3 separate regions of the Sus scrofa genome follow, and all the other regions are linked to region 2. A link is a contact called in public HiChIP or PLAC-seq and promoter capture Hi-C data. All regions are on one chromosome and are shown on one strand. Each heading gives the region's core, a stretch centred on a gene start, on an enhancer-like site or on the middle of the called end of the contact. The rest is flanking DNA. Distances are from core to core; before and after follow the strand shown.

Region 1 (4,409 bases), core at 556-3,055, 900 kb before region 2:
GGATCGAACCCGCAATCTCATGGTACCTAGTCGGATTCGTTAGCCACTGAGCCACGACAGGAACTCCAAGAGTGGTATCTTTTGAAGTCTGGTTTTGTCAAAGGTTAAGTCTGAGAGGGGTGGACTGGAAGAGACTATTAACGTTTATTCAACAATTACAATGTTTGGGGCATTCTGTGCTGTATTTTATCACACGAGTCCTTTAGGAGGGTGGTCTTCAAACCACCAGTCTTGATCAAGAAAAGGAAGGGAGGGAGAGAGGGAGGAAGGAAGGAAGAGGAGGGAGGGAGGGAATAAAGAATAAAATACAACAGGGAGTTCCCATTGTGGCACAGCAGAAACAAATCCGACTAGTATCCATGAGGATTCGGGTTCGATCCCTGGCCTTGCTCAGTGGGTTAAGGATCCGGCATTGCTGTGAGTTGTGGTGTAGGTCACAGATGTGGTTCGGATCTGGTGTTGCTGTGGCCGTGGTGTAGGCTGGCAGCTGCAGCTCCAATTTGACCCCTAGCCATGGAATGTCCATATACCACAGGTGTGGCCCTAAAAAACAAAAAACAAACAAACAAAAAAAATAAGAGGACAGGCTAGAAAACATCAGTGCATCACAAGTAGAAAGGGTAAGTATTGTGTCTGAAAACTTTTATCATACTCTCACAGGAGTTATAAGTGTAATAGGTCATAATGCAAATGTATTTCTCACTGTGGGGCTATGATTTTAAAAAACGAGAAGAAAAGTAAAGAAAAAAAGCCATTGCTCTAAGGTGTGGTTGCAATTAGCCTCTTTTTTCCATAAGGTGCAGGGAGTTTCGGTACCCTGCCTCTCTGCAAGTGGACTGTGTAAAACTTCAAATACAGGCTGGTCTGAAACCAGAATGGATTTCTTCTTACTAATGAATGCCTTCCCAAGTTCGCATCCATAGGAAAGAGAAACCTACCCACGTAGCTCCTGCCAAGTGCTGTACTCACAGCACCTCATTTAAGGAGGTGAGTCGGGCACGGACCAATTCTGTCCACCGGAGGCGCTGGTTAGAATGCATATTCCAGGTTTGCCCCGGACACATGAGGCGGCCCCGGGAATCTACTTTTTGGAGAGCTTCGGGTGATTCTGTGCCCAAATCAAGGAGTCGATGCAATAAATAACCATGTGAGGATTAAGAGGGATTTCAACTGAGACGATGAAAATAATCCCCTCACTTCAGAAGAGTCACACAGCCCCAACTCTCGCTATTGTGTCCGACTCCAACGCCTCGCTGTACAAAGTCACCTCGGGGCTCATTCCCCTCTCCAGAAGCGATGAAGGGTGAGGGACTAAATGAGACTGGTGGTTTTCCACTCACCAGGCAGTAGTTGAGTGGCCGAAGCGCAGGAACCCTCGCCAGGCCAGGGCAACACTCGATTAAGGTGCAAAGTAGATGCTATTTATAGGGCATTTTTCGGCCTCACCCTGAGGACTTCTGATTGGCTTTAGGGCAGATCTGTCAGTCATCTTCTGGGTTAGAGGTGGGTGGAAGGTCAACCACTACCAATACAAAACCACTCCTCAGCTAAGCCCCGCCTTATCCAGCTTCCTGTTGCTGTCCATCAACCACCTCGTGGGCGGGACTTTGCCTCCCGCCAGTTGGCTGGCGGACATGTCGTTCATTCTACAGTAGGCTTCCGGTTGGTGCCCTCTACGGTCCATCAGTGACATTTCACAGGTTTATTGGCCAAACCAACGTCGCTCTAGATACATCTCTTTGATTGGTTAGTACTGCTGTCGGTCCCCAATGTACCGAACTCTAATTGGTGAACGCTGCCGTCGCTCGGGCGGTGGCGGGCTCCGGGATTGGTGGGTGCTAGGCGGGCGGTGTCAGGCTCTCGGTGGCGGCGGAGGCGGCGGAGGCCAGGGAGGAAGATGTCGTAATGAGCGGTGGGTCCTGGCCGCTGCCGGCGGGGTCTTTCCGGCTCTCAAGGGTCGGGAAGACGGGCAGAGGCCGCAGGGAGGGGGAGCCGGGGCTGAGGGTTCCCCCCTGGGGCCGGGCCTGGCGCCGGGGCCCGGCTCCGGGAGGGGCGGGGAGGGAGGATTCCCGCCCGGAGGAGGAGCGGGGCTGGCCAGCCGGGCGGAGGCACCCGGAAGGGGGTGTTCGACTCCCCGCCCCCTCGGAGCCCGCTGGGCGGGAGGGCGGCGCTTCCGGGGGCTGGCGAGAGGAGCGGGCACCCGGGGCCGGCCTGGCACCCCCCTCGGCCTGGCCGACCCGCTTGAGCGCTGCCAGGCCCGGAGACGTTGCCTGGGTCGGCTTCGAGGAGGCGGTCGACGCCCTGTGCGCTTGCCCTGTGTTCGGGGACCCTTTTGCATTCTCACTCTATTTGCCCACCAGTGATTCAGGATTCTCCCGAGAGCAGAGAGGGGCGGGGGAATGCTTGAAATTCCGAGGGCGCCAACCACATGGGCACTGCTGGGCTTGGAAGCCAACCGAGTTACTGATGTATCCCAGTCGAGAGATGGTGTCAGGACATGAGGGCACTCCCTAGGTAGATGACCTCTCTGCTTAGACTGCGGGGTGGGCAGAAACCTTTTAATATTTCACTTGCATCCTTGAGCCTCCAGCTAGATATCTGCCAGCTCTTAGCAAAATTGTGGGACGTTTAAGAACTTGTTAACAGAACTTCCAGCCTGTACCAGGCATCCCGTTGGGGGGGCGGGGGGAGGGAGCACTGCTGAATCCCAAAGGCCAGGAACAAACCGAAGGAATGACAGAAGCAATAAAATGGATGCTTAACTTTCTTCCTCCACCCCCTCTCCATCCCCGTTGCTGACTTATGGTTCTCAGCCTCCTACCCATGCTTTCTTGGCTTATGTTCCCGGTGGCTTTCTAATTTTAGATGAAAAGGAACTGTGTCTTCTCCTCTGGGCAGTTGAGAAACCTGTCCTCAGTGCATTCTTTGGTTTTGATTCCAATATACTGTTGTGTTTGTTTCTTAATTAACCTGATCCGAAGGGACTCAGTCTGGCTTTTCTCAGTGCACATTCTCCTAAGTTTGTTTCTTCTTCTGAGGCTACTTCTTGGTCACTTAATCGTTTTCTTAGAGAAAGGGAGGGAGGAGCCAGGAGATCTGCTTTAAGCAATGAATTGGCCCATGCGGGCCCCCATTACATGGGTTTCCTTGGAAATAGAAGGTACATTGGCATGCACTGTCTAAAACTTGTATGCTGTACCCCAGAAGGCATTAAGTATCACAGTGGAGGGCTAAGTGTTGAATTGGCATTTTAGATTAAAATTTTTAGGATTGGAAAGTTTAGGGTGTTGGCCAGCTCACAGAGGCTTTGAATGGAATGATGGTGGAGTCTACACCATAGGAGTAACTTTGATTTGATAACACAAACCTGTTGTCTGCAATAATAAATATAACTGCAGTGTCTTGTTTTGTTTTAAATTCTTGTGTGCTATGAAGGGCGCGAATCTGTCAGACAACCTATCCATTGGGCTGATGATGTCAGTGTTCCAGTGGCTTCTAACAGGCATTAATACCTGTTGGAAATGGATTCTCATTGGCTGGGATGATTGGTAAGTTGTCTATTTCTAGTTCTTCCACTTGGTTGTACAGAGGCTTAACCTCTTTGTTTAAAAGAAGCAACAATGAGAGAGAGAAGGGGAAAAAAAGTCGGTCTGACATAATTATGAACCCCCTGAGCTAGGCTGCTAAAGACACAGTCTCTTTACCAAGGAGACCCAAGTAGAATTATTTAATAATTGGAGCGTCGCCTGACGGCTCAGCAGGGAGAACTGACTCCAGGAGGAAGAGTGTGGCCTCACTGTTGACAGCACATAGACTGGCAGGCTCTTTTCTCAGATTCTGTTAAGTTTGGGCCTCAGGAACCTGTCAGAGGAGAGAAGAAGCTTTGAAAAGATTTGGCAGATGTTAAAGGAGCCTCGTGGCGTAACAGTAGAGAGGGCAGTTCATTTCGATATCTTGGCCTTGAACTTCCTGGTTCTTTTCTTGATGAATAGCAGCCTTTTGGAGAAGTTGCATCGTTTCTTGTCATCTAAATAGTTCCTTTGCTGTAATAGGTATGTCATCATTCCCAAACTTGCTTTATGCAAGTATTGCCCAACCAGGACCTTTTGAAGACATTTAAGCTTCTTACAGCTGACCAGTAGACCCCGCTATTGGCTTGGATTTAGCAATCTTCTCAACCATGCTCACACCCATTTCTATGATGGAAAAGTAGCATGTTCTTTTTTCTTTTCTTTTCTTTTCTTTTTTTTTTTTTTTTTTTTTTTTGCTTTTTAGAGCTGCATCCACGGCATATGGAGGTTCCCAGGCTAGGAGTCCGGTTAGAGCAGTAGCTGCCAGGCCACAGCCACAGCCACAGCAACTCGGGATCCGAGCTGCGTTTGTGACCTACACCACAGCTCACGGCAACA
Region 2 (4,360 bases), core at 345-2,844:
AAGGATTCAGAGACCAGGCATTGTAAGAATCTTGGAGTGTACAGAAATGTCAAGTGATGGTTTCTATTGAAGCGCTGATGGTTCTTTTAGGAAGTTCTTAAAATGAACAATGGATTTATTAGCATTTTTAACTTCCAGGCAAGTGTGTTAATAGCTGTCGTTTATGTAGACAGTAAGGTGTGTGTGGAGGAGGTGTCAGTTCTCGGTGCTTTTAAAAAAGCTGATGAGTGAAATGAATGGAAACATATTCAGGATTCTGAAGTTACTTATCCCTGCAGACAGAGTTTAAAAATGGAAGAGTACTATTTTGGTAGCTTAGACGATGACTTGAACTTTCAACAGAAACCCCACTCCCACCCAGGTTTACTCCCGAATTCCCAGCATCCTTTCAGTTGGGTGTCACCAGTCTTGTGAGAAGGCAGAATTAGGAGTTCCCTTCGTGGCGCAGTGGTTAACGAATCCAACTAGGAACCATGAGGTTGCGGGTTCGGTCCCTGCCCTTGCTCAGTGGGTTAACGATCCGGCGTTGCCGTGAGCTGTGGTGTAGGTTGCAGACGCGGCTCGGATCCCGCGTTGCTGTGGCTCTGGCGTAGGCTGGTGGCTACAGCTCCGATTCCACCCCTAGCCTGGGAACCTCCATATGCCGCGGGAGCGGCCCAAGAAATAGCAACAACAACAACAACAACAACAAAAAGACAAAAAAAAAAAAAAAAAAAAAGAAGAAGGCAGAATTAGGAATGCTCCTCCTCCTGCCTGAAACCTCAAGTGGCTTTAGGGCATAAGTTCGCTGGTTAGATGGCTTGGAAGAGTTTCCTTCCTGATTAACAGTTGCTGCTCCTTGGAGAAGGGGCACTTCTGAATTTAACCTTCCATAGACAGCATGTGCAGTGTCAAGAAATAATTATTCTGACAATAATACAGTAAGAGACTTTATTCAGGATTACTGCAATAGGGACATTACATTAGGGGAGAGAGACTGCACTCAACTCCAAATAAGGATAAGTGGATGGAAAATCACTAAGAAGCGACCTCAAGGATGGCGGATTGTTGCTAAACCGACTTACAGAATTGCAGTGCTGAAGGCAGGCCAGGGTTTGATGAGCTATCAAGAGTGGGGAATTTCCTCTAAACTGACTTAGCAGGATTCTTGCTGAGTTTCTTCTTACTCCAATGAGGAAGAGTGAACACTAAAGAATAACTTCTTTTTACAGGTATAATGATGAAACACGAACCTGGGCACCCAGGGGAACTATTGGGTCTCCTTGGGGGCAAGTGGGAGGCATAATTAAATGCCAAAGGGATTCTCATCTGTAAGATTCTTGATGAAGTTTTACGTGGAAACGGGAGAAAAATGAAGATGACCTCCCAAAGGTCCTTCAAACGTTTGTAGCTTTCTTGTTCAGGACTGAAAGAAATAAAAGTTAAAAAAAAAAAAAAAGAGGTAAGTCAACAGCTCGTTCTAGGGGCAGAAAGGGGCTCCCTGCAATGCGATCGCTGCTCTGGACTGGGGAAAACGTTAAGAACAGTGGAGCAGCCCGGGGGCCCTGCCAACGGAGCACTACAAGTCCCCAAAAGCACCGCGGTGGGGGCGGAGCTTCCTGACCGTTATGACGTAGTGGGCGTGGTCAGACGGGACAGCTCCTCTCGGCTTTTAGCCCCGCCCCTGTCCCCTTCCCCGCCCTGTTGCTGTTGCGCCGCGGCTGGTTGCTTCCCCCGGTGAGTCCCTGGAGTGAAAGAGGGCAATCAGGGACGGTTGGGGCCTCGCGTTCTCCGACTTTACACTTCCAGCCCTGAGAAAAGGCCCTGGGCGGGTAGAGGTGCTGCCGGTTTCGGTTTTCACCTCCTTCCATCTTTCTAGGGTGACTGTAAGTGGGAGTGGCGTCATGGAGTCCTTGGAGCCCCTCCGTCGCCTTGGAGGGTTGAAGGCAGTTTATCTCCCAAGGAGGGCAAGGTTTCAGGGTCCGGGGCGGGGTGGGCGGCTCATGAGACCGAAGGAACCTTCGGACCGGAGCGAGGGTCTTGACGTCATGACCTCTCTCGCTAGCCGAGCTTGTGCTGGTTCGTTAACCGCATGCTTGACGTCATCGCCTTCTGCTTCGTCGCCGAGGCGGGATCCTGCCCGGTCACTCGAGGCAATTTACTTTCTCTTGAGACCTCATTTTCGCTGTCCTGATCCCTGAAGTCCCCCTTTCCTTCAGTTGAGGCCATCTGTAATTGGAGGAGACGTTCTAGACAGCCGAGAAGAAAGAGCAGCTGGCGTGCGATGACTTGCTTCTTTACCATGGAGTTTTTTCCCATACTTCCTCCCCGCCGCCACCGTCCCCCCCAGTTTAATTTGGGGCCTCATTATGATTTCATATTAAATCCAGGGCATATTAACTTTTTTCCATCACTTGGATTCTTTGCTCCTGGTTGGTGTAAGCCAACAAGTGGCCATGGTTGGAGCTGAGTAGAATAGTACAAATGCTACGTATTATAACATCCCCACTATTGCGAAAACTGCTAAAAACAAAAGACTTAATACAGTAGGTCTTTGTAGATTATGTAGAACACATGATTAAGGAGTATCCAATGACACACTTTCACAGGTAGTTTCAGAGGGCCTCTACCTGAAACTACCTCTTTGCAGACATGATGGCTGTGGAGCACAAAGGACCCTGAGAGAGGTAGTCAGCGGGGGTTATGTAGCACTAACAAGTCGTCTTGTCTTTGGATTCAAATAGTACCAATAGTTAAAATTTTCTACTGTGCTTTTTATAAATGTACTACCATGCTTCCCCATTTTCTTAGATGAAAAGACAAGCTCTTTCACTTCCTTGGAATCATCATTATATGTAGCTGGAAAGCTTCTTAGAGCTTTTCTAGCCTGATCCACGCATTTTGCTGATGAGGCCTAAAAGGAGGTAGTGTGACTTGGCCAGGATCTCAGAGCTAGTCAGTAGCAGAACTAAGACAGGAACCCAGGTCCCCTGGCTCCTAGCTTAATCCCCTTTCCACTACACTTCAAGCACTGTCACTACCCATGTCACTTCGAGGATTAGCATACTCACTCTTCTCACAGAAAAAAATCTAATAAAATCTCAGTAAAGTGGAATAAAATGGAGATTTAGTACACAGCTTTGAGATCTTCACAGTTACTTCTGGTTACCCAGCACTATTTTTCCATTCTTCCCTAGACCTCTTGTCACAGTGGTATTGTGATTTGTGGTATGAACGCTGCTTAGAAGAAGCTGGGCAACTAATCCAAACAGTTGTCAATGAATTAGATACTAAAAATCTCCTGGGGCTATAAAATTTATGTAAGGCCCTCAGAAAGATTTTAGGTAAGGAGCTAGAATGAACTTGGAAGATTTGGAGTAGAGCCAGTGGCTCTAATGATTTGAGGACCAGTGTGACTGTGTGTCTTTGCTTTTGCTCCCCATCTCATGGGTGTATATCGACATATCCATACTATCTATTGTCAGTGTTGGAGTTCCCATCATAGCTCAGCAGTTAACGAATCTGACTAGCATCCATGAGGGTGCAGGTTCGATCCCTGGCCTTGCTCGGTGGGTTAAAGATCTGGCGTTGCTGTGGCTGTGGTGTAGGCCAACAGCTACAGCTCTGATTCAACCCCTTGCCTGGGAACCTCCATATGCCATGGGTTCAGCCCTAAAAAAAAAAAAAATTGTCAGTGTTCTCTGAAGGGTAGTTCTGTGGAAGCATCTCTTCCAGGGCCAAGGGGAGCAGGATTCAAATCAGTTCACCCATTTTGCTAACTGCTAATAGTTTTAGAAAGTTAAGTAAGCAAAGATGAAGGAATTGGGTTGCATGTGGATTTTGTTTTTACTTATATTTGTTTTTACTGTTCCCAGATGAAGAATTGATTTGCATTTCTCTTTTGGCTTTGGAAGCATTTAATTTCCTTCTGCAAACTAATCCAAAGAGCCATATAATCCAGACGATCTATAGTCTTCATTTCTCTTGGAACATACCCACTGGTATAAAACGCTAATGTTAAGATGTTGGGCATTCTTTATGGTAAAATTTTATGGTTTTTACTAAGTTTATTTCTTCTTTGTGGTTCAGCAGACATGAGGAAAAATCTTTAGGAAAATTGGTGAATTGATTTGGTCGAATCTTGGCATTGTTAGACTCTGAGCCAGGAAGCTTAACATTTTTCAGTTTCTCTGCTAAAAAGCACATCAGTGTGGTTTACAGATTGATTCAAAAAGAGCAGGAGTAGAATCGGCTTTTTGTTCCTCTTCTTCGGGAGAACATGAGAGAATCTATGCCCTCGTGGAACAGGCCTGGAAGTTGTATATTAGACTTGAAAAGCTCATTAGATGAAAATGTGTCCGTTTTTCCTAGAAGCCAGGAG
Region 3 (4,019 bases), core at 487-2,986, 700 kb before region 2:
TAATCACATTTTAATAAACGTGATATTTAAAATACTGAAAAGTGGAATTCCCGTGGTGGCGCAGTGGTTAATGAATCTGACTAGGAACCATGAGGTTGCGGGTTCGATCCCTGCCCTTGCTCAGTGGGTTAATGATCCGGCGTTGCCATGAGCTGTGGTGTAGGTCACAGACATGGCTCGGATCCTGCGTTGCTGTGGCTCTGGTGTAGGCTGGCAGCTACAGCTCCGATTCGACCCCTAGCCTGGGAACCTCCATATGCCGAGGGAGCGGCCCAAGAAATGGCAAAAAGACAAAAAAAAAAAAAAACTGAAAAGTGAAATACATTAATATTTGGAAGATCTACATTACTCAGAAAACCAGTATTTTCCAAATGGTTTCAGATTTCCCATTGCAACTAACCTTAAAGAAACTACCATTTAGAGTTCCCTTGTGGAGCAGTGGGTTAAGGGCCTGGTGTGTCACTGTAGTGGCCCCAATTGCTTCTGTGGCAATGGTTTGATCCCTGGCCTGGGGAACTTCCACATGTTGTGGGTGAGGCCAAAAAAGAAAAAGAAAAAAAAATTACAATTTGATGAGTTTTGCTAGTATACAATAAGAGTATCCACAATTATCGAAGGCTAAAGATACTTCTCCCTTGTCATCTATGTACCTGTGTAAGACCAGATTTTCTTCATTTCCTAGTCCAAAACAAAATCACAAGAGAGAATGGGGAAGCTAATACAAGAATTCAGCTGTCTTCTATTATGCCAAACATGAAAGAGATTTGCAAAATGGTAATAGAATAACATTCTACTCGATAATTTTTTTGGGTTTTGGAAAGTGTAGTTATATTTCATAAAATAAATTACGTTCACATGTAATGGTTTGTTATTAGTTTTAGGTGAATAGATACGTTTTTCTAATTTCTCAGTTTTAATTTCTAATCCGGTGAACATCCCACATAAACAAAAGCTCTTTGGGGTCCTTAAATATTTGTAAGAATGTAAAGGGATCCTGAGACCAACAAGTTTGAGAAAAGCTGCTTTGGGGTACGTGGACCTTACCTTATGAGATTTCTCCACCTTACAGAAGAGGAACTTAAGACATAAAGATTTAAGATCACACGGTCAGCGTAGTGCTGGTCATTGTACCCAGGTCTTTAAACTCCAGAGCTCGTATTTGCGACTGCAACTTTTCCCTTGATATTAGCTTTTCTAAAATTATTTTTAAGCAGATAGTTAAAAGGCATTTCAACAACATAAACATCGTAGTCAATGTATTTTTCTTTCTTACTAACTGGCTGGACGATCTTTCCTAGGGCTTGCTCCGCAAGTGAAACCGGTGTTTGCTGCAAAGTCCTCAGCCGGTTTTCGCTCCGACAATCTGGTCTTCGAATCTGAGTTGGTGTTTCCTTGGTAAAGCCGGGGAACTGGAGCCAGGGTTCACATGGGGACTCGCCCAGGCTCAGCGAGGTTCCCACGCTTTGGACTCTGCCACACTCTAGACCGCTGATCATCCCTTCACACTCTGCCCCGGGACCCACTTTGGGATGTTTCGGGGTTGTTCCTTGGCCACTGATTGGCTGGGCCTGACAACGATGGGTGGGATGCGGCTCTGGATTGGACGTCAGAGCCTCTTGTCTCCCCACGCCCACGTCCACCCTGCAGCCTCCCAGGGGAGAGGTAGGAATAGCTACTCCAGCAGTGGCCAGCGCTGGGCGGAGCGCACCGCCGGGGCGAGGCTGCCACTGAGAGCCCGGGCCTGCGGGGCGGGGCGTCTGGGCACCCGGGATTGGCGCGCCGGCAACTTTCTCCCGTCGTGCATCGGGGCGCCGGCAGCTCACCCGGAAGGAGAAGCCGGGACTCTGACTATATGTTGGGCTGTCAGCGGTGTCGTTGTGGGGAGTGGGCGCTGCTTTCAGGTGAGGGGGAGTGGGCGGGTCCGCGGGGAGTGGGTGCTGCTGTCAGGTGAAGGGGCGTGGGCTCTGGTCTTAGGTAAGGCCTGCAGGCTTGAGCGTCAGCAGTGGCGCTTAGGGTGGGGACCTTGCTGGACATCCTGAGGAAGGAACCGACTCCTCTCCAGAGATGAAGGCAGGGCTAGCTCAGTATCCGAGGAAGGAAACCGGCTTTTCCACTTATTTATAAAGTGTAAAGCATCTTTCCTTCCCACTCCTCAGGCTTAGTAGGCAAAAGGGAGTAAGGACTATGTGGCCTTTTTTGCTCCTAGTTCGTTAGGAACACAGGGGGTGTGGCCGGAGTAAAAGTTTGGAGACTTTTAGCCAAACGCTAGGACTAAGACTAATGACACATATTTTACGAGGACCCAGAAGACTCTTGCACTAGATTGTGGTCGCCTTTGTGTCTCAGCTTGCAAGTGGAGAGAGTGGCAAGTTGCAGATCACCAAAAGATGGAGCATAGCTGCTTGGTTGAGAACAGGCAGAGCTTGGTCAGACAGGAGAGCTCCTTCTACCACCTGTGAGTGTTTCTCCGAAGCAGAGTTTTTGAGTTGCCATCTGGCACCAAGAGCTGAAGGCTGAGTAAGCAAGGATGAGCGTCTTGGTGGCTCAGTATACTTTTTATCACCTGATTTTTTTTTCTTAACCTGTCTCTTGAAGTAGTTTAAATCTGAGGGAAAATGGTGGAGTTAAAGCCTTGAATTGCTACCTTGAATTGTTGAGGCATTGGAAAGCTTTACAAGGAATCTACCCTATAAACAAACTGGGTTTTCCTTGGAGGTCCTGGGAAAAGCAAAGGAAAACTTCAAATGTGATTGTAGGGTCGCAGGAAGCTACACTTCCTGGTGCTGGTGCCAAGTAAGTAGCTGAAACTATACTTAGTCAGATGACACATGGATCCATCTCCTAGATCATGGAGCTAAAATTAAGAACTTCCTTCTTCCCTCCAAGGGCTGAAATGAGCTTTATTTCCTCCTAAGGAGTGCACAGGGAGGAAGCTGATGGAGAATAGTAGTTGCTGAAAATTATTACTTGAAGTCTAGGTTTTTGTGGCCCCGTTGTTTCTAAGGAAAGTTACCATTGAAACTTTCTTAGTGCTTTGTGAACTTAGACTTAAGTTTATACCATCTTGGAGATCCTAGGATTTTTAAAGCCAGTTTATAGCTTTTAGTTTCTAAGTGGTATGATTCCCAAAGGAAAGGAGGGGAACTTGCTTTTGGAGGTGGTTCAGAGTCCTAGGCAAACTCTTCTTGAGCCTGAGAGTGATGACCATTAAGTTACTAAACTATGGTCCTGAATTTGGGAAACCTTTCAAGGCATTGTGGATGTTCGAGCTCTTCTGAGTGTGTGGATTTCCTTGTTAGCATCTCTCCTGTTGTTCCTTTTGTAGGAAAAACGGTTCAGTGTATTTAACTGTCTGCTCCTGTGCTGGTAATTAACCAATGCCTGAAAAGAGAAAAGAAAAGATGTTTCGTTTTAATATGAGGAGATTAGTTGTTCACAGTGAGTTGGCCTGCCTTTTTGGGTCACAGCCACTTGACTGCTTACATGCAGGACTGCTTACATGCATCAGTGGCCATGGAACTGGACAGTCCTGCCTTCCAGTTCAGGACTCTTTGGCGGTAGTGACCGCATCAAATGAAAAATCAGAATGTCAGCATGAATACTGTTAAAGATGATATCTCAATCACAAAATTTCCTGTTTGTTCAGCTCTATAGCCCAATTTTGGTGTATATCATGCAGTTTAATCTCTGCATGCAGTGCCGGTGTGTGGCGAGCCCTTCTGGTATACCGGAAAGGATTGGAAAAGCTGTGTGCTTTGCTAATTTTGTGGCGTAAATGAGTTCCCCTTCTCTTGAAATGTTAGCCTTGTGTTAGCACAACATAAAATAGAAGGAAACTCATTACACGCTCTTCTAATGGTAAGGCAGAACTAATAAGAGAATGTGTTTAAAATTAATTGTGGGACTGTAAAAACGAGTGGGTGTGTGAATGGGCATGAGGGGAGGAGAGGGAGAGCTTAGCGATAGTCTTGTTTTCCCAGGAGCCAGCCCGGATCATTTGTTGGCAGTACATATTGGCT

Evidence for each region. Promoter capture Hi-C pulls out the DNA fragments that hold promoters and counts their contacts. HiChIP or PLAC-seq counts read pairs in DNA pulled down with a chosen protein or histone mark.
Region 1: an H3K27ac HiChIP or PLAC-seq map of alveolar macrophages shows a contact between it and region 2. The contact joins the promoter of SP2 here to the promoter of CALCOCO2 in region 2. A contact is called at or near these places in 1 of 47 Hi-C or Micro-C datasets (embryonic fibroblasts) and 1 of 2 datasets of contacts at active chromatin or transcription factors (alveolar macrophages).
Region 3: a promoter capture Hi-C map of liver shows a contact between it and region 2, with 3 times the contacts expected there. The contact joins the promoter of SNX11 here to the promoter of CALCOCO2 in region 2. A contact is called at or near these places in 1 of 5 promoter capture datasets (liver), 1 of 47 Hi-C or Micro-C datasets (embryonic fibroblasts) and 2 of 2 datasets of contacts at active chromatin or transcription factors (alveolar macrophages and skeletal muscle).

What each region holds. Positions count from the first base shown.
Region 1 is chr12:24,152,282-24,156,690 of Sscrofa11.1, forward strand. SP2 (transcription factor Sp2) reads left to right here and starts at 1,806. Exons shown (of 9, transcript XM_021067084.1): 1 at 1,806-1,912; 2 at 3,436-3,548. The coding sequence starts at 3,542.
Region 2 is chr12:25,048,414-25,052,773 of Sscrofa11.1, forward strand. It overlaps CALCOCO2 (calcium-binding and coiled-coil domain-containing protein 2), which reads left to right and starts at 1,595. Exons shown (of 13, transcript XM_003131552.4): 1 at 1,595-1,716.
Region 3 is chr12:24,349,544-24,353,562 of Sscrofa11.1, forward strand. It overlaps SNX11 (sorting nexin-11), which reads left to right and starts at 1,737. Exons shown (of 7, transcript XM_021067103.1): 1 at 1,737-1,901; 2 at 3,981-4,019. It overlaps CBX1 (chromobox protein homolog 1), which reads right to left and starts at 1,514. Exons shown (of 5, transcript XM_021067108.1): 1 at 1,278-1,514.